Regions from separate parts of the Sus scrofa genome. Here region 2 is linked to region 1. A link is a contact called in public HiChIP or PLAC-seq data. All regions are on one chromosome and are shown on one strand. Each heading gives the region's core, a stretch centred on a gene start, on an enhancer-like site or on the middle of the called end of the contact. The rest is flanking DNA. Distances are from core to core; before and after follow the strand shown.

Region 1 (4,948 bases), core at 1,250-3,749:
AGAAATGCTACTTGTAAAGCTAAAATTACTTCTGTAATCTTAAAAAATCATACGAAAGGTGAAAATGCTTTCAATGTTAACTTTTTAACTAAGTTAAGGCTAACTTTCAACTAACAGGTTATCTACACCAAATTTAAAACATGTAAGACTAAATTTCACATGTGAGAAATTTGAAAAATATTTCAAACCCCCCATCCATCTTCTTAGATCCCATAAATTCACTCCTTCCTAACACTACAGTTGCTATCCATTTGGAAACTCAGTTTTTAAAAGTATCACATTAGCACTGCTTTGAAATGGAACTGTCATCCTTTCTGTAAATAGTCCCCATATCACACAACTCACATTTCTTTGCAAAGCGGTAAAGTTCAATCAGATATAAGATTCATAGTATCAGCATTTGTTAAATGATGAGACAGATCTGTGGAATTTGTGGAAAAATATCAAAGCACACCTTTTGCTTTTAAGGTACCTACACAAGCCCTTCCCAACACTAACCACTAAAAAAAAAAAATCGTATGGCACTTTGTAAGTTTTTTTTAAACAATTATAAGTCAATACATTGAATCCTTTAGCTTTATATACTAACTCCTCTCCAGTGCTTCAGTTCTCCACTAAGGTCAAACTGTTCTTTATACACCCACTGGAACCCAGGAAGTACAGGACTCCCCAAAGACAATGAAAGAAGGGACAGAAGGAGGAAGCAACTACCTCTTTAATTAAAAAAAAAAAAAAAAAAAAAAAAAAAAAAGCTAACTTGTTAATAGAAGCAACTGAGAAATAATATGAAGTGATATGTATCTCCCTCCAGTTGCACAGGGCTCTCTTTTGCCTGGTACCGACTAACTCATATCACAGAGATGGGGGCCTGGCAAAAACAAAGCCGCTGGGTATCTGCAGCCCAGCAGGGGCACAGGAGTTAATCTCTTTGGATGCCCAACTGCAGGAAGTCATTACATCATAGGCCTTTCCACACCTCTCTCCCTACCACGTGTCCAGTGCCCCAAGAGGCTGAAAAGGAACAGTGGAGAGCCTCTCTTCAGGTTCACTTACAGGTAGAAGCCATTATGGCTCAGCTCTGCCAGCAAACCTGCCTCCCAAAGGCTTACGTGAAGCGACAGGCCCCGGTTCTCTACTCCTGGACCCGCTGCTTGAAACAGCTCCAGAGGCCAGGCCTCAGCGGGGAAGCAGCAGGTGCAGGACAGTTCCCGCTGAGGTGGAAGGGCTGGCCGGGTCGGGGCCCAGATCATCTCAGAGGCTACTCAGAGGAAGGTTTAAGGTTGAGACACCTCTTAGGAATAAAGGTGTTAACACACGCAAGGAAAGAGAGCCGGCCAGGAAAAGGTTTACAACCACTGCTTTTTGTAATGGGATCGATGTGCCTGTGGGAGTTAACACCTACAAGCCTGAAACTTGGACACAGGGGTTCTCATCTGGCTAGTCTCAACACACCACGCTTAGGCGACCGACTGGAAACCACAAATCCAACCCCTCCTCTGGGCACTGATTCCCAAACAAGTCCCCTCACTCCACCCGCAGCGGCCTCGCCGCACCCCCACTACGGGGAAACCTGCTCCAAAGCTGGCCGCGGACGTACCTCCTCCGCTACAACCCAGGAATCGGGCAAATGCACTCCTGCCCATCTGGCCAAGCCTGAGGCTTCCCCAGGAGCCTCCTCTCCCGCTCCCGCCGCGTCCGCAGCGGTCCCCGGGCTCCCCTCCTCCGGAGGTCACACAGAACCCCCAAAGCCTTACAGCTGAGGCTCTCCCTGCCAACCCCTCTCCCGGGCGCCCGCAGGCGCGCTCGGACGAATCGAAGGCGCGTCTCGCACTGCGCAGGAGACCGGGCGGGTCTGTCCGCCCGTCCGAGGTGGGTACGCACCTTCCAGCCGGCAGAACTGTTGCTGTCGCCCTTATCCTTGAAGTAGGGCACGCAGCGCACCATCCACTCATAGATCTGGGACAGAGTGAGCCGTTTGTCCGGGGAACTCTCGATGGCGCGAGTGATCAGATCGGCGTAGGACAGGTTCCCCCAGGCGTTCCGCCGGGAGGAGCATTTCCTCGGCTGCCCGGAGCCCCCAGCCGCCCCCGGCTGCGGCGGTGGCAGTGGCTGCTGAGGCTGCAGCGGCGTCTGCGTCCCTCCGCTCAGCGCGCCCGCCGCGGAGGCTGGGCCGGACCCGGGTTCCTGCCCTCCGGGAGCCAGCAGCCTGGCCGAGTCCTCCAGGAGCAGCCCAGAGCCCAGCGGGCCGCCCCCGCCGCCGCCGATCGCCATGGCCGAGCCGGCCCTACCGCCGCCGTCCTCGTCGTCTTCATCGTCCTCCTCCTCGGGGATCATGGAGTCAGCGGCCGCCTCCCCCGAGGGCTTGGCCGGGCTCCCCTGGAGCTCCGGCCTCTGCAGGGGCCACGTACAGGAGCGCGGACGGCTCTGGGGCTCGAACTCCGGGTCCAGCTCCACTTCGAGCGGAGAGAGCGGGACCGGGGAGGCCGGCGCCTCTGCCATCTTCGCCGCCTGCCCGCCCGCGGCTCCGGCTCTCACACTCTCCTCTTGCGCCGGGGCGGGGTGCGGCGGGGGAGGGACGGGGGCGCCGCGAAGGCTCGGGCTCCCGGGCGCCGCCGCCGCTGCTACTGCCGCCGCCTGGGAAAGCACGAGAGGAGAGAGAAGGAGAGTTGATTATCCCGGGCTGGAGCTCAGTCCCCGGCGAGTCCTCGCCCGCCGCCGCCGCCGCCGTTTCCCGACCACACCGCGCCCGCCTCCCAGGAGCAGGCAGACCTGGAGACGTGCGTCCCGCGAACCTGGCGCTGCAGACGCCACCCCCTGGTCAGGCCGCGGGGGAGACAGGAGCGAATCGACAGGCTCGCACGGGGCAACCCCCTCCCCCCGCCGCCACCGCCAGCGGAGCTGCAGGTCTCCACTGGGCTAGGTGGCGGGGCGGGGAAGAAGGGGGAGGGGCGGGGCGGGGGAGGGGCGCGAGCCGCGCCTTTAAAGCGGGCAGCAGCCCGAGCTGGCGCAGCCCAGACGCGGTCGGAGCCTGAGCCCGGGTGTGCGTGCGTTTGTTTATGTTTCGCTCCGGCCCGCACAAGTGCTTCCCGCGGCGCCACCGCCGCCAAAGTCTGTGGCGTCTTCGGCTCTTCTCCCCGGCCTGGTCCCGGCCCCGCCGCCTCCGCGCTCTCCTGCCATCCCCTCCCAGCGGAGGACCCGAGCCCGAGGACTGCGCGGGCAGTCCCCTTCTCCTCTCTTCGCCCGCGGGCCGAGAGGGCGAATGTGGGTCCGAGCGCAAACGGGCCCTTGTCACTTCCAGGAACAGGGAAAGACGGGAAGAAGGGAGACAAGCAGCTCAGCGGGTGTTTGCCAAGGGTCGAGCTGAGCAGCAACGGCCACTTTGGGGGTGGTGTGGTTTATTTTCTCGCGGGCGTTGTGCCCTCCACCCCTTTCCCTATAAGAACGGGGGGGAGGGGAGTAGTCGAAACGTAAATCTTCCAACAGGTCAGGAAGCACAAGTCTCCCAGGCCAACAGAAAACCCGGACCAGCACGTTCATCACCTCCTTGCTCCCACTGCTGCCATCTTGACAGTTTCCCCCCTTCACTCAAGTCCTTTAAAAACACTAGCGGGAGAGAAGAAGGGCGCGCACACCGAGTCACGGGGAGGGAAAAGGGAAGCGCCTGGCCCAGCTCGGAAGCAGATCCGGAGTCACCGGGAAGGCGGCCGCCCCGCTGCACAGCTCCGGCGCCTACCTCGGTTCCTTCCCTTCAGTGACGAGGGGGGAGGACGCACAATCCCGCGCGGGCCCGGGGCGCGGCGAGGAGGGGGCGCACAACCTCAGCCAAGGAGAGGCGCTCCGGCCGCCGCTGCTGCAGCCCGCCTGAGGAACCGCCTGTCAGCCAGCGCGCCGCCGCCTTCCACATTCCTCCTCCTCCCTTCCACGAGCAGGGCGGCCGCGGCAGCAGCACAAAGTTATAGACACACGCAGGGTGCCTCAACCTAGGCTGACGGCGAGCGGGTCCCCGCCCAGGGGGAGGGCTGGGCAGCGTGCCCGGGTGCGCTCGTGTGCGCGCGTGTGTGTGTGTGTATGTGCGCGCGTGCGCGGCCCAGATCCCCGGGGCTGCGGGCTTGGGTGTCACGGCGCGCATCGGCGCCGGGACACGGCGGGCTCCAGCAGCCTTCCCCGCCGGGCTCCTCCTCCCTCCCGCGAGCCTCAAAGAAAACAAAGCGTGGCGCGGGCCCAGAAGAAAAGGGAGGGGGCAGCCCAGAGCCCCAAACGGTCCACGAGCGCTGTCGCGTGGCCGCCCTGCCTCGGAGCAGGGCGCCTGGCACTGGGGGGTCCCCCTAGCCAGCGCGTCCCTCCGCCAGGCTCTGGGCCCGCCCTGGTGTCCGGTTCCCCTTTAGAACCCGACACCAGGTAACACCTGGAGACGAGATGCTGTCCGCTGATGATAAGAGTTACCTCAGCGTGAAAGTACTAGCAAGCGAAGATGTTGGGGCCCTCAGGACTTCGATAAGCTGATGCCCTCAGTTTTGATCCTGCACGAAAGTTTGCACTTAGTCTCTAACCTAAGACGCCTGACTGCAATCGTATTTCATTTTTCATGAATTTCATGGCAAAGGAGGGGATAACTGTAACTAAGAGAAAAGCAAATTATTCCGCATTCTTAAGTACAAAAATAACTTTTGAACAACTGTAAATGGGAAATAATGAGTCTAATTTTTAAAAGACGCAAAATAGCTAATTGTGTTTTTTTTATCTTTTTAAAGAAAACTATTTCTTCAAGTTTAGAAAAACATCTTCAAAAGTCCTTATCCTACGATCAGTACCCAAGCCGTTCATTTGTGCACTAAGAATTCACTACATACGACACACACACTAAAAGTCTTTCCATTTTCGTTCAGAAATCTCTCCCCCCTACCCCAGCCCAAATCCTACCAAGTCACTAGAGACACTAGACTTGAGA
Region 2 (4,948 bases), core at 1,646-4,145, 530 kb before region 1:
TTCTTGATTTTTTTCTTTTCTTACCATCTCTTTAAAATATACAGTCTCATATTGACTAGAGATATTACTTCAGAAGCATTTAAAGATCTTGGAATATCTTTACTAGACATACACTCATGAATAAATTAACCTGTGTAGTCTCAGTTTCCTCTTTCTTTTTTTTGTCCTTTTTTTTTTTTTTAGGGCCACACCTGCAGCATATGGAATTTCCCAGGCTAGGGGTCAAATCGGAGCTGTAACTGCCCACCTACACCACAGCCACAGCAGCGCCAGATCCTTAACCCACTGAGCAAGGCCAGGGATCAAACTTGCATCCTCATGGATACTAGTCAGGTTCGGTTCTGCTGAGCCATGATAGGAACTCTGTTTCCTCATCTTGAATTGACATTATTTTTATATCTATCTTGTGATATGGTTATAAAAATTAAAGATCATATTGATAGTGCATTTTGTAAACATTGATATACTGTACAAATTTAAATATGAATAAACTTCTTGAGACTGTTTACTAATCTGTAAAATGAGAATAATAATAATACCACTGTCACAGGGTAGTTTTTGAGAATTAAGTGAACAGTAAAGTATGCAGAAGTGGGCCTGTTACCTAGAAAGCATTCAATAAATATTGGTGATGATGAATATTGGTGGTGATGATGATAAATGAATATTGGCAATGATAGTGAAGAAAAATAATAAGATGATGAACTTGATCTAGGTCTTTAAGCTAATGAGAACTCCAAACTGGTATTACTTTAGGATTTTTATATGTAGAATTTAGGATTTTTATGTAATTGACTTTCATATATCCCACACTTGTTATCCACATGTATTAACATCCCTTAATTGCCCTTTGTACAGAAATTTTGATATATTAGCTGATTAATGCTAATGTCCAACTTTATCAAAGCATGCTTCTAACCAACTACTGCCTCAGAAATTTGAGCCATAGGTGATGGCAGAACTGTAGCATCTAGTTACTCAGAGTTCAACATCATTCTAGTGTGTCACCGTGGCACCAGCAGGGAGGGGTTGCAGGCAGGCAGCTGCATGTGTCATCCAGGTGGTCAAGTGTGTATACAGAGGTCCATTGCCAAGGCCTGTGCTTTGATACCGGGACAGCAGTAGAGGAGAATGGCCAAGACCATGGGCTTTAGAGTTAGTCAGACCTAGTTCTAAGTCCTGCTCTGCCAAACTTTATGGCCTTGGGCAAGCTATATAACCTCCTAAACCTCAGTTCCCTTACAGAATTGTGAGGATTAAATGAAGTAACATGTGCAATACTTACTGCAGTTCACTTAAGCACGAAGTGAATGTTAACCGTTAGTATTTCTTGTTGTGCCCTCACAGTGAGATTGAGGGAAAGGAAATAAGAAGTTGAGCCCTCTGACACCATATGCCCTTTAAGGTACCCTGAGTATCTGGGCAACTGGGAAAGTTTTCACCTACTTTCCAGGACTTTGGCCTTAGGGAATAGCACCCTATAGGAAATAGCACCACTGGGAACCAAAATAAGGGTTTTATAAATATTGTTTCAGCACTCTGAGAACCAGTTCTTCCCCCAGTACCATGCTAGTCTAGTATTCCACTTAGGAACATTTGACTTTCAAATGCATCTTCAAGGATATAAAATAGAGGAAAGAAAATGATGGCTTGTAAGCCAGTGCTGTCAGTAAGCAACTAAATCTTCTGTGCCTAGTCACTGCATGTCTGATGTTTCAGGCAAGTTATCTGCTGCGGAGGCTGTCTGCATTAAAGGTCTACTAAAGAGATTAGAGCTGCACTGTCAGTGTTCCTACTCTGCTTCCCCCAATGGGAGCCTGATGTATTAAGCAGAAAATCCCCAGCAGTCCTTTCACTCTTGCCAGATGAGTGGCCTGGCCTAGACAGCTTGATATGATTTTAAGAACAAAGTAACTAAGGAAAGATTACATTGCCCCCAAATACCCTAGAAGTAACAGGGCTTCAAGAGATTTTGTACCATGTTTGATTTCTTGAATTTACTTCATTGGGTGTAGCAAGTGTCTCTGGCCCTCCTCCTGAGCTCCCATGGCTGCCCCTCCTATGATCTGTGGCACATTGGACAGAGTTCAGTCATCTTCAGCAGTCTCTTAATCTAGTTTTGTAGAATGTATAGTTTTGAGTGTAGTAAGAATAGGTATTCCATATGCAAAACCTGGTTCTTAACCCTTTTCATATATCCTTAACCCTTTTCATTCAGTCTTCACTAAAGAGTAGGTATTATTATCCCCATTTTATGCAACAGGAAAAAAAAAAAATCAAGGCTGGGATAGGTTAAATAACTTGTCCCAGGTATCACAGCTTAGTGAGAGGAGGAGCCAGATTTCAAACCCAGGCCGTGGGACTCCAAGTCCAGTCCATGCTTTTCAGCATTATCCTGCATTATCTGAATAAAAATTTAATATATGGCTCCTAATAGTGAAAATATATATTGCTTTCTCTTCCAAAATTATTTTTCCTTCAGGATGAAATGTAAAACTTTGGTTTCTGGGAGAAACCACATTCTTAGATCTTATTAAATTGCGTATCAAATTCTTATTTAAACCCTGACCCATCTTGAAATTGCATTTGAACCTTGCTGAATCTTTGTGTTTCACTGTAGAACATAATTTTCAGTATGTTGTCATTATAAACTTCACCTCTTGCAAGAAGGTGCTAGACTGCGATCTTGGAAATAGGGTATATAAAAGGCTTATCTTTACATTAAGAGATTACCAAGTAAAATGGTTTTTTTAGTGAACTGCCTAAAAGAAAATTTGGTATATTTCCATGAGTAATAGACTCAAGATTAGCTTTGAATGTTAAAAGAGCATTCTCCTAGCTAGTTCATTGTTGCCATGACAGTGCTGGCAGTGCAAGTGTTGTAGTAACTCCTTGCAATGATCTTATTTTAGACCCTAACGTTTGCAGTGCTGAACATCCCCTTCCCCGCCCCATAAGTAACTCTAGTGGAAAAGTACTGGTTTTATAACTGGCTTCTGGCTTTGTAGCTGAAAGACTGCACTATTGTGGGCTTAAAAAAAAATAGTGTAGGAGTGTTGAGTGTTTTTCCCGTGGATTATAAATGCTTGAAATTTCCCAAAATATGGTATTGCATTACATGTCATACAGCAAGTTGTTTACAGCTAAAAAGGAAAGTGGCCTCAGTTGTCTTCTTATGAAATCAAGCCTAGGTTATATCATTACTTTGATCGCACAGAGAAATCATTTTGCCATTTGTATGTGCACACTTTAAAGCCTTTGGATTCTTATTTATTATGGAAAATTATCACTAGAATCATAAAAGATTATGCTTAAATAGTGTAAAAGGCACTCTTCTCTTGTCCTTTCCATAATTCAACTTTATCTGATCAAATTGGAGTATTTTAATCTTGATTTTTTAAATTATGAACTAAAGTTATAAAATGATTTTAAGGAAGTACCCAATTTGAACTGTGTACTTAATTGTTTAGAGTCTTAATTTTGTTACTTATATGTTACAAAATTAGATTTCACTGATGTTTTCTAATTGTAAATCCCATTATAACTATACTATTAAGCACAAAATATTTTCACACTCATAGTAGTGCCATTTTGTATACTTTTGCATTCCATTTGTTAGGTCAGAGTTTCATTGTCTATGGCATGTGCACTAAAAATCTAGTATAGCATGAAGAAAAAATTGATTATGGCAACAAACCTGGTAAAAGAAGATGGAAAATCTGTTACACTTCCTTAATTAGTGACAACTACCAACAAATGATTACATATACTTTTTTTCCCTAAATGCCACCTTAAACATTTAGTTCATCTACCTTAGATGCTAGAGATTTAAGCAAATCTCACATGATTGGGTCTGTAGTGAGTATTGCGGTATGAGTGTTTGACAAGCCCTTTTCCTGCTTTTTTTCATTTTAACATATAAAAGTAATTTTCAAAACAAAAGTCTGTCTCCAAGCTAGACTTGTATTTTGCTTTTTCACCAAGCAATGCATATTTTTTCTTGATTTTGTTTTTATTATTTTTTATTCCCTTTAGTGCACTGTATTATTGTAAATAAATCTTTAGTGGTTATTGTTCAGATTAAGAGGTGTTTAATTCCAGTTTATGCTGGTCTTCATTGGTTCCTGATTTGAACTTGGAAGTAGTTGTATAGTAAAATGTGAAGAGTAAAACCTTGAGGTAAATATTCTGTCATTTAGTACTACAAATTTATATTAAATGCCATTTATTGGTTGGAATGAAACTATATTATGGCTCTTTCTGCTTTCTTAAAATAATTAATAACAGGGTTATTTATTTTTTTTTTTTTTCTGAACTCCACCTCACCTCTAGCTGATCTCCCTCTCCATCTAAGGCTGAAATGGGTATACTTTTTAAAAATAAGAATTCATTTTAAATCTTTCTTTATGCCTGATACTATTCTAATTCTGTGAGAGATATAAAAAGTTGAAAACAACCACTACCATTAAGAATTTTGCAATAATCTAGAGAAAAACATTAAGAATAAATCAAGACTTTCACTAAAAATGTTAAATTTTATGGTAGTATGTTGACAGCTGTGGAACTCTCTTGGTGGGAGTGTATCTACATAGTAATTACACATCCAGGAAATCATCTGAAAAAGATTGATGTATGATGATAATCCCTGTAAGTGTTATTTATGATGTAAATGTGTTATCTTTACATATCTTTATATATAAGTTGATAATCTAAATATCCAGTTATTAAATTATTGTTAAATTATAGTACATCTGTATAAAGGACTATAACACAGTTATTGAAAATTATTTTAAAATACATAAAAGAAGAAATTATATATTTAAGTGGAAAAGCAACTTTTAAAATAGTAGGCCAAATATATATATTTTTATAGAGAGAGGGAAATGTCAGGAAATCTGCATGTACCAGAAGAGTTAGATTAGATTATTAGAGATTTTATATTTCTTTT

Evidence for each region. HiChIP or PLAC-seq counts read pairs in DNA pulled down with a chosen protein or histone mark.
Region 2: a contact with region 1 is called in an H3K27ac HiChIP or PLAC-seq map of skeletal muscle. The contact joins the enhancer-like site here to the promoter of FOXO3 in region 1. A contact is called at or near these places in 3 of 5 promoter capture datasets (fetal liver, fetal skeletal muscle and liver), 18 of 47 Hi-C or Micro-C datasets (blood, brain, embryonic fibroblasts and 8 more) and 2 of 2 datasets of contacts at active chromatin or transcription factors (alveolar macrophages and skeletal muscle).

What each region holds. Positions count from the first base shown.
Region 1 is chr1:74,627,246-74,632,193 of Sscrofa11.1, reverse strand. FOXO3 (forkhead box O3) reads right to left here and starts at 2,499. Exons shown (of 2, transcript NM_001135959.1): 1 at 1,882-2,499. The coding sequence starts at 2,499.
Region 2 is chr1:75,154,923-75,159,870 of Sscrofa11.1, reverse strand. The region is part of intron 1 of SESN1 (sestrin-1); the gene reads left to right. LOC106508918 (a long non-coding RNA gene) reads left to right here. Exons shown (of 2, transcript XR_001306055.2): 1 at 1-4,948. Among named protein-coding and RNA genes, the nearest start is that of SESN1, 13 kb to the left of the region's middle. Within about 2 kb of position 2,895, at least 14 of the 83 cell types and tissues checked have an H3K27ac peak or open chromatin away from gene starts, as enhancers often do. A contact at or near this core is called in fetal skeletal muscle, omental adipose tissue, skeletal muscle and 1 more, where this site is marked.